Linked DNA regions of Gossypium arboreum: region 2 is linked to region 1. The links are chromatin contacts, called in public Hi-C maps. All regions are on one chromosome and are shown on one strand. Each heading gives the region's core, a stretch centred on a gene start, on an enhancer-like site or on the middle of the called end of the contact. The rest is flanking DNA. Distances are from core to core; before and after follow the strand shown. Region 1 holds the start of LOC108462977 (transcription factor HHO3). Region 2 has its middle 43 kb from the start of LOC108462488.

Evidence for each region. A called contact is a pair of places that touch in the nucleus more often than the background predicts.
Region 2: a Hi-C map of leaf shows a contact between it and region 1, with 1.5 times the contacts expected there. The contact joins the enhancer-like site here to the promoter of LOC108462977 in region 1. A contact is called at or near these places in 2 of 5 Hi-C or Micro-C datasets (both in leaf).

The regions. Positions count from the first base shown.
Region 1 is chr13:14,461,294-14,467,881 of ASM2569848v2, reverse strand. LOC108462977 (transcription factor HHO3) reads left to right here and starts at 3,544. Exons shown (of 5, transcript XM_017762898.2): 1 at 3,544-4,063; 2 at 4,147-4,370; 3 at 4,457-4,784; 4 at 4,873-4,949; 5 at 5,037-5,541. The coding sequence starts at 3,943. The coding sequence ends at 5,390.
Region 2 is chr13:14,525,331-14,531,918 of ASM2569848v2, reverse strand. No RefSeq gene overlaps it. Among protein-coding and RNA genes, the nearest start is that of LOC108462488, 43 kb to the right of the region's middle. Within about 2 kb of position 2,703, at least 1 of the 2 cell types and tissues checked has an H3K27ac peak or open chromatin away from gene starts, as enhancers often do. A contact at or near this core is called in leaf, where this site is marked.

The sequences.
Region 1 (6,588 bases), core at 2,295-4,794:
TACCCAAGCCTAGCCGATTCATATTTCTTCTTATAACAGCCCAAATTTTCATCAAATCACATCTTTGACACTTATTTTTGCATGTTTTACAAATAAGTCCTTTTTGGTGTTTTTATGAAAAATCACCTAGGAAAAGATGTTTATCTAACACTAAACTTTCATACTCCTTCATAAATCATCAAAATACATGCATGAAACACATGGATAAATTTTTGAATATGAACCCTAGCTTAAAACAATGGTAGAAATAGCTAGTTCATGTTTCAAAGATCTCAAAAACATAAAGAACATTAAAAACGGGGCTAGGATGTACTTACTATCAAGCTTGAAAGATTGAAGAAACCCTAGCTATGGCGAATCTTCAAATTCGGCACAAGCATGAGAAGGGTGATGAGATTTTGACTTTATTTTCCCTTTTTATTCTTTTATTTACCAAAGGACAAAAATGCCCTTAAGGCCTTCATTTAAAATTTTACCAAGGCATGCCCATTTTTGTCCATAAAAATAGAAATTGGGCAAATTGATATTTAAGGACCTCTAATTACTAATCTAAAACAATTTCATACTTAAAGCTTCTAGAATCTTTAATTTTGCAACTTTTTCAATTTAGCCCCTAAAGTTAAATTGGACACTTTACACATAAAATTGCTTCATGAAATTTTCACACAAGTATGTAATCATATTAGAGACCTCATAAAAATCACAAAATAATTATTTCTACTTCAGATTCATGGTCTCGAAACCACTATTTCGACTAGACCCTAATTCGGGATGTTACATAAGAGAAAGTTGTAAAGAGAAATTTCTCTAAATAAATTATTTTAGAAGATTTCTAAAGATATTTTTATTATTTACAACTTGACCTAGATGTTTAGAGAAATTTCAAAATTTCCAATTGATAATTTTGTGAAAAATTTTCTAATTCGAAGTGAGCCTACACTCGGCAGACGTGAGCTTGAGGATAGCGGAGAAGACTACTCATTCAAAGCATTCATCCTAAATGAATCGAAAAGGTACAATTTTGATTAAGTGTTAATTACTTTAGATATCACAACCAAATTCTTACTTTTTGGAAATAAATTTCAAACTCTGAATTTTCCTTAAACCTATTTTCCCTGCATTTCCTAAACCCAATATTCCAATAGAAATTGGCAGGATTTTCTCCTTCCCTCAATTCACTCCACGATTTTCTTCTAACCTCAATTCTCTAATTACAAGATTTTTCGAGTCTTGTGACTTGTCGATTAAGATTGCAACCTTATACTTATTGGATTTTTCGAATCTTGTAGTTTGTCGATTTAAGATCGCAACCTTATCGGCTCGTCGATTTAAGATCGCAATCTTATACTTACAAGATATTTTGAATCTTGCAGCTTGTTGATTTAAAATCGAAGCTTTATACTTACAAGATTTTTTGTATCTTACGGCTCGTCAATTTAATATCACAACCTTATACTTATAAGATTTTTCGAATCTTGCAGCTCTCTGATTTAATATTGCAGCCTTATACTTAAAAGATTTTCTGAATCTTGTGGTTTACTGATTTAATATCGCAACCTTATACTTACAAGATTTTTCATATCTTGCCACTTGTCAATTTAAGATCGCATCTTTATACTTACAAGATTCTCAGAATCTTGCAGCTCGTCGATGTAAGATCGCAGACTTATACTTACAAGATTTCAAAAATCTTGCAGTTGCAAATTTAGGATCACAGCATTCTCATGAAGTTGATTTCAATTTTAAAGATGCAATTGATTTCAATTTTAAAGATGCAAAACCCTCAGAAAAATAACGTAGTTTTTTAGTACAGTTCACATTATTTTTAAAGTGCAATCCGCAGTATTTTTGCAACATCGTTAGCATTATTTTTACAAAACAGTTTACAATATTTTCACAATAAAGCTCGTAATATTTTGCAGTACCAATTGCACTATTTTTAAAGCACAACTCGCTGAAATTTCATTGTACTGCTCATCGAATTTTTGATGTATAGCTAGCTCGATATATAGTTTGCCATATTTTCACTATACTACAAGTATTTTCGCCATATAGTTCGCCTTTTTTTGGTTATGCTGCTCACCATATACACCGTTGTTATCCCCAATGTTAATGCTAAATTAAGTGGCGGTTTTAACATTATGAAAGAAAATAATATCAAAGCCCAAATCAACATTAGTGACACGGTCAAAGAATCGAATATTGCACGCCACTGTTTCACAACAAAGCTTACTCAATAAGTTTTAATTAAAGCTTACATAACAAGCCCTCAATTACACGGGTAAGGTGTGTAAACTTATTTTAGAAAAGTCACTTTATAACTCTTTTTCAAAAAAGTGGGAGACAAATTTGTTATATAATACCTCACAAACTCGAAATTTGGTCTGCCTGGGTGATCTAGAATCTGACTCAATCAAGGAAGGGATGTTATCTAGCTCACCTTTCTGCTAGCTCACCAGTTAGTCACTCCCTAGCTCACCACCTCCTTGTTCTCATAACGGCAAGGATACAAATCCAAGGAACCCCTTAAGGGATACGTGTCAGGTCTAAGGGGATAACATGTCTTCATGCACGACACCTAGTTATCCCCTAAGACGTTCCATCAAAGAACCATGCCTTACAAATACGAGTAATCCTAAGAGAGGGGAAGGGGGAAAGGAACCATCAACAGAAGTGTAGACAAAATAAATGGTGTCATAATCCTAAGAGAATGGGATGGGGGAAGGAATCATCAACAGAAGTGTAGACAAAATAAATGGTGTCATAACAATGGTCAAGTTTCTCTATCAATTTGGTGCAATGAAAGGGGTTTTAGCTCTTAATCTTACCAAGAAGGAAGTCAGGTTTTATACTACACTAACAGAAAGGGAGAGGGACAGAAGAGGGGGAGGAGGCCGGTAGGGGAAGAGGAAAGGAAAAGGGTTATTTTTATTTTTATTTGATATTAATATAATTATTAATATAAAATTTAAATATATTATAATATTTTTAAAAAATATTTATGTAGTTTTATATATTTTAAAAGTTTATAATTTATTTTTTAATAATATTTTTATTTTTATATGATTTTTAAAATTTTTATTATATTTTAAAAATATTTATGTATTTTATATATTTTTGAATTTTTAGGTTTAGGATCAAATTGAGACAATTTGTAAATTTTAAGGGTTAATTCTTTAAAATTATGACTAAAATGACATAATATGTAAAAGTTAAAAGCTAAATTTATTATTATACAAAATTTTGGAAATAGATAAAAATCAATCTTAACTAGTTGGATGGTCAATTTAAAAAAAAAATTCATAATTAGATGACCATTTTAAAAAGATCATAATTGAGTGGCCAAAAAAGAAGATAACCAAAAATTGGGTGACTTGTGGTGAATTTACCCAATTTAGAAAGGGGTGATTGATGATTTTGATCTTATCTGAAAATAAAGAGGAAAGGGCTAAATGATGACGTCACTGGCAACTCACCCCTAAACGACAAAATCGAATCACTTTGGAATATTCATCTCTCTCTAACCAAAAAACCGAAACATGAAAGATTCGTCTTGTTATGCGACGGGCCGACGGCACGACTTTGATGTTTTTTTTTTGCCCTTTCTCTTTCTTCCATTTTCTCGCTTAATTTCCTTCCTCGATCCATAACGTTATCTTTTATTTTCTCTCTAAAGTAAACATTTTTTATCTTTTTCTTGGTACCAAAGTTTATTCTCCTCATGATTCTGTTTATACTTTATATCCTTTTAGAAAAAAAAATATCACAACTAATTCCCTCGACTTAGCGTCTCTCATCTTGTTCGGATCTCTCTATGCTCTTTGGTTTGAAACCAACCCTTTCCCCTCACATATATTTATATCATCCACTGTCTCTGAAAATCTCGGTGTGGAAGAAATAAAATTACTTTTTTAAGTAAAGAAAATTTCCTTGCTATGAGAGATGGATTACGCTCAAAAAATGCGCAAATGCCATGAATATGTGGAAGCTTTAGAAGAGGAACGACGAAAAATCCAAGTCTTTCAACGTGAACTTCCTTTGTGTTTTGAGCTTGTCACCCAAGGTTTGTGCGTTCTCCACTGACCATTCATTTAATTTCTTTTCCTTTTTATTAAAATTTGTGTTTGGGTGTGTGTTTTTTAATAGCTATTGAGTCATGCAAGAAAGAGATGTACATGCAAGGTCAATCGGAGTGCTCGGAACAGACATCGAGTGACAGTCCTGTTTTGGAAGAATTTATCCCCATCAAAAGAAGCTGTAATTGCTCTGAGGAAGACGATGATGATGATGATGAGAATGTTGCTGCTGCTGATAAAAAGAAATCTGATTGGCTTAGATCTGTTCAGTTATGGAATCCACCCTCCAAAGAGGTAACCTTTTTTTTTTTTTTTGGGGGGGGGGGATTTTTCTTTAATTGCAAAAGAAAATATTTAACAAAATTTGGGTTTTTTTTTAGGATGTGGGTAAAACTGGAAGTGGGGTACAAATGAAGGGAAATGGTGGAGCATTTCAGCCGTTCCATAAAGAAAAAGGTAATGTAGAGAAGAAGAGCGTTGAAGCAGTAGGAAAAGGCAATGCTTCGGCTACAGCAACCACTACTACGAGTGCTTCTACGACAGAAAGTGGGAGCAGAGGAATAGCAGCCGACGATGGAAATACTAATAAAAAAGTAGAGAAAGGGCAGCAGCAGCAGCAGCCGCCTCAGAGAAAGCAAAGGCGGTGTTGGTCGTCGGAGTTGCATAAACGCTTCTTGCATGCTCTTCAGCAACTCGGTGGTTCACATGGTGAGTTTTGTCATTTGCAGTGTGCAATTTATTTCGATTTCTTTGTAGTAGTTGTTGTTGTTTATGTAAATGGAATTTGTTTTTGCAGTGGCTACGCCTAAGCAGATTAGGGAGCTGATGAAGGTTGATGGACTTACAAATGATGAAGTTAAAAGCCATTTACAGGTTTGTAATTGTTCTATACTGATTTAACTCATTAACTACTAGATTTAGGGTGGCATATATAGCTAATGATCGGTTTATTTGTTTCAGAAATATAGATTGCACACAAGGAGACCAAGCCCTAGTATCAACAGCAATGGCAACAACCCACAAACACCTCAATTTGTGGTGGTTGGAGGAATATGGGTGCCTCCACAAGAATATGCCTCGGTGGCTACAACCGCAGTAGTATCAGGGGAAACCAGTGTGACTCCAAGTCCGAACAGCGGAGTCTATGCCCCGGTGGCCGTCCCGTTGCCGACGCTAGCTAAACCATCAGTGCAAAGACTGCAACGATCACAATCTGAAGATAGAGGTAGTCATAGTGAAGGGAGAGTTCACTCAAATTCACCATCAACATCTTCCTCTACTCATACTACAACAGATGGGTTCTCTGCGTTTTAGTTATCTTACTGTACATTTTTTTCATTTTCACCTCTAGTAGAAAGTTCTATATGAAAATAACCGAGTTTTTGGCATTTTTTTACATCTTCTTGCGCTTTGTTCAGTGTATATCATCCTTGTTTAATAAAAGCAAAGCATCCTTTTGGGTAAATTACTTACTCAAGTTTTTAAATCTCAATATTTATATATTATGTTAATTTATTCTTAATTTTAAAAAAATTAACTCTTAAATTTACATTTTGTGAATTTTACTTTTTTACCCTTCACCTAAATTTTTTTAAAATTTATCAACTAAATTGATCCAAAATATATAAAAAATAGGAATATCCAAAAATCTAATGTAATAATTTGTATCTTCTCTAGTTCTATTAAAATTAACCTCGAATATTACAAAATAAAAGTAAAATTATAAAAGAAAAATTTAAATTATGTAATATGTAAATGTTCATGGTTAATTTTTTATAAAATTAAGACTAAATTGATACAAGATATAAATATTAAGGGTTAAAATTGTTATTATGTCAATTTTAAAACTGTAAAGTTATCTATTTATCCATGACTATAAAAGAAAATTTGTGAAAAAAACTAAAAATTAGATGACCAGCAATACCAATATAATAAGTTTCCAATGTGTATTTAGCATAGTCCAAAAATATATATTGAGAGTGAAAATAAGGGTAAACAAAAGGTATGGTGTTTATAATGAGAGGCATGCATGCATAGGAGTTGGGGGAATATTCTGGTTCTTGAAGAATAAAATTGAGCAATGAAACGGATTGATGTATTAGTTATTGTTTAGAAAGCAAATTGAGATGTTGTCGTATCATAATTGTCCAAAGTATATTCCATATTAGTTTAAGTTATCTTGAAGGAGAGGCCAGAAGGGGGCATCTATCTATCTATACTATTAAACAACATATATATTTGATCCTAAGAATCTTAGGATCGATCCAGGATTTGTTTTGTTTAATATCTTACTTTGTTTCCTAATCAATAACTTCAGCGTCTCTTGGTTGAATGTAAAGGCCAAATGACCCTTTCCATCCCCATAAAACTGGTCACATTTAATTATTAAATGAAGCACCAAAAAGGGTCATTTCTTGGTTTCTTGTTTCTTGATGACAGAATATTCGGGACACCAAACTTGGCAGTTCCAAAAATAAATACCCAATCACATTTTGTTTCTTTTGACCAAGTT
Region 2 (6,588 bases), core at 1,454-3,953, 65 kb before region 1:
TCGACCCTTTTGCAGGGTAAGTAAATCAAGTCGATTTTTTGTGATTTTTATGTTTTTGAGATCGTTGTACTTTAATCTAGTTACCTCGAGTATTAAATTGTAAAAATGTTAGAGTTTTAAAATATTACCATTGATGATTTTTGAGGTTTTTAATGTAAAATGGTAGAAATTGAAGCTTTGATATAGAATAGGACTATTTTGTAAAGTGAATTTATTAATTTTGAGTTTAAGGACAAAAATGAAAATATTTTAAAATTGGCATGAAATTTCTATAAATATAGATGTTTGAGAGCTTTATAGGGATGAGATCAGAATTGAATTGAAAATTGGGGCTTAAATATGAAAGATATGCTTGTTTCGGTTTTAGGGATTAAATTGAATAAATTATAAAACTTTAGGGAATTTTATAAAACAAAATTGGATTTTCATATGTATTAAATAGAATGTAATAAGGTAATTAGCACTGATATTTTGAAATGAATTACCATATAAATCAAGAATCGAATCAACCAGTGATAATCGAGGAAAAAGGAAAATTGTAGATTAGTCTCTGACACTTCTTCTATTGTTGTTTGTATCTAGTAAGTTCATATGGGATTTATTTTATTAATTCATAATATTTTTTTATATATTTTTAAATTTTTATAGTTGTATTATCATGATTATTGTGTTTTGGCATCAAATGGACTCAATCATAAAATACAAATTAAATGATAAATTTGAATAGGTATATGCTATTAAATGAAAGTGATCACTATGTAATTGAATAGTATGTATGTAATGATGTTATAAGGTTAAAAATGTGTATGGATTGTTATTCGATATATGAAAAGTGTGTGTACAGTTAGAGGATTGAAATGATACATAAACTATAACGGTACCTGAATGAATTTAGTAAACGATTAGAATATGAATGACATAACATTAAGGTTCAAAATAGTAACCATGCGTTGGTCAGGGATTTATTTATCGATGGTTGAGATCCAGCATGTGTTTCTCAACAACTCGAGTAAGCAAAATCGGATAAGCTGCGACGGTAAACCTAACCCACAGCTTGTGTGAGCAGCCTAAATATCACAACTTGTGTGAGCAAATCAAAGTATTCTTTTTCAATGCTTGAGATCCAGTACTTAATATGGATTCTCGACAACTTAAGTGAGTAGCATCGAATAAAGCTTGTATAAGCAAATCAACTCTATAGTTTGTGGAAATAAAACAATCCTATGTATTCGGCATTAATTTACTATAGGTCTCTAGGCAAAAATGGCGATTAAAATGGAAATTAAATGGTTGAAAGGTATGATCATGAATTGAATTATTGTGTTTATAATTTGAACATGATTCAAATAGTCTATGATGTATAATGGAATTGTTGTATATAAGAATTTAATTTTAGGGTTTTTGTTACAAATAGACTAACCCTTTAATGTATATCTTGATGTACATGTAAAAGTAACGGGATGCCAAAGGATTTTCATGTTAGTCTTAGTATGTCTTAATTGTTTAAATTGTTAATTGATTAAAGTAAGTTGAGTAAAATTTTACCTATGAACTTACGAAGCATATGCAATTCTTACTCCATTTCGTTTTCTATTTTCTATAATTGACATACGTGGCATGTATATAGGTTGACATGTCTAAGTTCTTTGAATGAATGATAATGGTCATAATTTACATATAATGTTAGTTTTTAAGGCTTGCATATTATATTTACATGTTTTGTATCTTATTATATGTGTATGAGTGATGAATGTCAATATTTTGTTTGTTTTTGTGAATGGCTTGATGCATAAATGATTAGTATGAAAATGAATGGAGAAGAAATGTGTGCTTGATTTCAATGGTATAGGATATAAATGGAGATGTCATTAGTGTACCAGATGAGGTACATTTGTAAGTTGGTTTGCATAGTCTAAAGTGTTCATGTCGAGGAGTTGCTTGGTGTCAATATGACATATTTAATTGATATTTTGAATTAAGTTTTGCATGCAGCTATTCCGTTGATTATTGTAATATCCTATAATTTAGGTCTGGCGACTGAATCGGGTAAGATGTGTTACAAAAATCCTTTTTTTAGCCAATTCAAAAAGCGTAATTGCTTCATTAGGTCTCTAAATATTTTATATAATCACATTTCAGTCTGGTGTAGCTACTATGTCACAACACCATTAATTTTTTTTAAAACATTAACGATTGAATCATGATTAGAGAAAAAAGGGGAGGTGCCACCAGTTAATCAGACACCGATGAATACCGTAACATACGGGTTGTTTTTGCAATTAATTAAAATTTTAGGTTATTTATATAAAATAGCTGGATTATACGGTAATCTTTGACGTTTCTACTAATAGCATGGTCATGTCTGCAGACTTACAATAGCTTCGTAGGAACGTCACAGGCTAGTTTCTCCTCCATTAATTAATTAAATTAATTAATTATTATTAGTTGCATAGGAGATTGAAACAAAAATGGAAGTCGGGAAGGCGAATATACGAGTGGCGAGTGGGGGAATCACGAAACGTGTTGTGCGAGGAACAGGGAGAATCTAGAGAGCGTGGACTCACGCTTCCCCACACCGCGTATCCATTAAATTTAAAATCCTTTCACCTATTCCAAGGGCCATCCATGTTAGAACCTTAAGCAACTTTGTCCTCGTTTTGCGAGCCACCGCTTCTTCTGTTACTCAACACACTAGCGGCTTGATGCGCGTGGTAAGGCGGCTCAATGACAGCCCATCCATGCCAACAAACCTCTTATGATTACGGTGACAACTGTGGGCTTTCTCATCATTTTTTTTGACTGGTTGGTTCACTATGCTTTCTATTGTTTTTTACTTTGTTGGGGTAAACTATAAAAATATTATTAAATTATTGTATTAGTTATATTTTGGTTATTGGATTATTATTATTTTATTTAGTTATTAAAATTTTTAAAATTAAATATTTTTGTCATTTAAAATTAATAAATTTAATCCTTTAATATTTACATATTATATTAATTTAGTCTTAAATATAAAATATTTAATAAAATTAACTCTTAATGTTTACAAAATGTATCATTCTAGTTCGAAATAAGAAAAAGTCAATAAATTTAACTTTTGAAATTTATAAAATTTGTTAATTTAATTCTAATTCTAAAATTCAATAAATTAATTTTTATCTTTTACAAAAGATAATAATTTAAGCTTCTTAACCCAAATATCTTTGCTTTAGGTTTCAAAACTTTATAATTTTATCGTACTCAATATAAGTTTTCTAATATTGTCTTTCGCATAGAATGTTTTTATACATCTTATTTATCAACCCAACACATGGAAAAAAAAAAGGAATGAAAAGAACACTATATAGTAATGATATTTAAAACATTACAGTTGATGAAGTAAAGTTGATCAAAAATATCTAGTAGAGGCTATAACAGACAAACAATCAATTTATAATAATAATAATAATAATAATAATAATAATAATATTACCAAACAACAAAATTCAATACCCGAAGAAAAAAAAGTCAGCTCAAGTTGTCATCTCTAACTTCAAAACATAAGATAAAATTATGGGAAACTTATTATCTAGTAGTAGCAAGCTAATTTTGTGTGTTTAATGTAGGGTGAGTAAAATTCGATTTGATTTAAAAAAATTAAAAAAAATTTAAAATTTAAATTATTTGAAATGAATTAATCAAATTAATCGAGTTAATCGAGTCAACTCGATTTTTTTTTTGAATTTTAAATTTGAATTGAGTTGAGGTTTCGAATTTGAATAACTTGAAAAAACCAAATATTAAAGTACCCCACCCCGACTCCACTCCCCGGTTTCTGCCCCCACCTAACCCAACTCTTCTCTTCATTTTTTTTACTTTCCCTCCCCTTTTACCCCAAAAATCAAATCCCCTACAAATTTTTTATCCTCCCTTACCTCCAAAAATTTTTACTTTCCCTTCTCTTTTTACTCCCAAAAATTGAAATGTCCCATAAATATTTAATTTCTCCCCCTCTACCCGTAAAAATTAAAATCCTCTTATTCTTTTTAATTAGTTTCTTTTATTTATTTACTTCAATTTTTCTTTGAATAATCATTTTTAAAAAAATTAAAGAAAAAGATTTTAAAAAAATTTATATAAAAAAAAACACCAAAATCATCTTTTAATTAAACTCGAAAAAATATAATCGATTCGAGTCGAAATCCATCTCACTCGACTCGATTTGAGAAAATTTCAAATCGAGTTAGGATGATAAAATAGGATTCGTCAACTTGATTAACTCAAAAAACTTTCATTCAATTCGATCGAACACTCGCCCCTAGTTTAATGTACTTATTTTTGGTCAAATCTTGAATAAAATGCTACCAAGCTTGTGGTTTCTTATTTAAATTTTATCAGGACGCAATTGGAATGCCGAAGTTCAAAAAATAAGCAAATTGGGCTAAATTAGAACAAAAAGAAAGAAAATGGGCCAAATTGAAAAGTTGCAAAACTGTTTATGAAAAAACCAGATTTTGATTTTGTCAAATCCTATAATTAGAAAAAAATCTGATTTTTTTGTTGCTTGTTAAATATAATTTTAGGAGGAAATTATGTTAAATTAGCTTTGACGGGTGTATAAAAGCCTGGTAATTTTAGCTTGAAAACACACAAACTTGAGACTTGAATTCAAAACAAGACAAATTTTCCTTTCTTACATCTGTAGCTTGTCAAGCATGCTGCCATTTCCTTTTTTTTATTTCTTATTTTGGTGTAATTGTTCTTTAAGTCCCCTCCCTTTTTCACCTATCATCATTACATTAAAATTCATTTTCATAATCCAACAAAGCATAATTAATCTCATGCTCAACTAATCCTCATTTAGCTTTAGACTGGTCATCGTCCCAGTTGAGAATTATGAGAAATAAATCTGCACTAAAACCTTAAGATACGATATTTATTATCTCTCCAGAATATGGGATAGTCACATTCGTCCCCCAAAGTTAATCCAATTTCTACTCAAAGTACACATTGAGAGGGAGTTTTTTTTTTTTTGGCCTACAGTTGGGAAAGCAAGTCGGTTGTCTGCCGTATTCGAGTTCCCAAGCAAAAATTGGCGTGTCCAGTTGGAAAAAGCTAGTTGGATTCCGTCAAAGGAGATAGTGATCGAATTTAAACAATCCCCATGGTTGAGGCCGTTAATTCAAGTTTGACTCTTCTAGATTGCAAGGCTGTCGAAATCTTAAATTGCGGACAAGTGTTATGTGGTTAGATAATCGATAAGGGTTGGTTTGCAGGTCATTTTGGAACCAATTACACAAGAAAGAGTTGGCGGTTGAGGCGTCCTTGATTACTACAACCAGCTTATCATTTAGAAGGAAAAAAATTCTCTTTTAAGGATCGATTTGAGTTCAGATGGTACAGAGGCTAAGGCTAAGCATTCACATATTTGATTTACCAATTTAATTTAAAATACTTAATTTTATTTTGTAATTATCATTCTGTTATTATTACGTTCTATTCATTTTTATTTTATTTTCTTTTTTCAACTAAAATCCCTTTTTATTTTTTATTTAGCTATGTACGTACAAGTCGTGGGCACAACAGTTGCCTAGACTAAAGAATCTAGTCACATAACACGAAAATTAGGAGTCTCAATACCTGTAGGATCGACCCTACTTCTCTATACTACTGTTTAATTCAATTAGAGCGTAGGAAATTGATATTTGGTGGTTTAGGCAACCATCAAAATTTGGTTTCATTTCTGGGGATTGGAAAAATTATAATTTTTCATTTCTTTTACTTGTGATCAGGTCAGAACTGGGGACCTTAGTTTGAATCGAAAATTGAGAAGTTAGCTCGATCACTATAAAGAGAAGATATTTGATGCGAAAACAACAACAAGTAAAAGAATCCGAATATAAAACACTGTCTTACAAGGAAGAAATTGAAAATACACTCAGTGAACTAGAAAAATGGAGAATCAAACCATTCGACAACTCGCTGGGACACCGGATGAGCAATAGTTGCTATGCATAACTTATTCGACGAGAGGAACACTATTTGAATTAAAATCGGGCTTAATTCATTTATTGCCCACTTTATGTAGTTTGCAAAATGAGAACCCATGCACTGGTCTTAAGGAGTTCCACATGGTTTGCATAAGCATGAAATCTCAGGGAGTAACTGAAGATCAAATTAAACTTCGGGTTTTTCTTTTCTCACTAGCCAACTCTGCTAGAGAGTGGTTGTTTTATTTACCTCCAGGTTTAGTTAATACATGGTATGACATGTCATGCTTGTTTCTTGGTAGGTTTTTTCCAGCAGCTTGGGCAGTCAAATTAAGGAGAGATACTGTCAGAATACGACAAAAAGAGACCGAATCACTTTATGACTACTGGGAATAGTACAAGAAGTCATGTGCAAGCTTCTTATAACATGACCTAACTAAAAAATCACTTTTTCAATATTTCTATGAGGGGTTACTCCCTATAGAAATGAAGATGATTGATGTCGTTAGTGGAGGGGCACTTTTTAACACGAGTCCTCAAAGAACCAAGACTGTGAATTCCCAACAATTTTGACCAACTACAGAACCTATGAGATGGGTTCATAGACTAAGTACTCAAT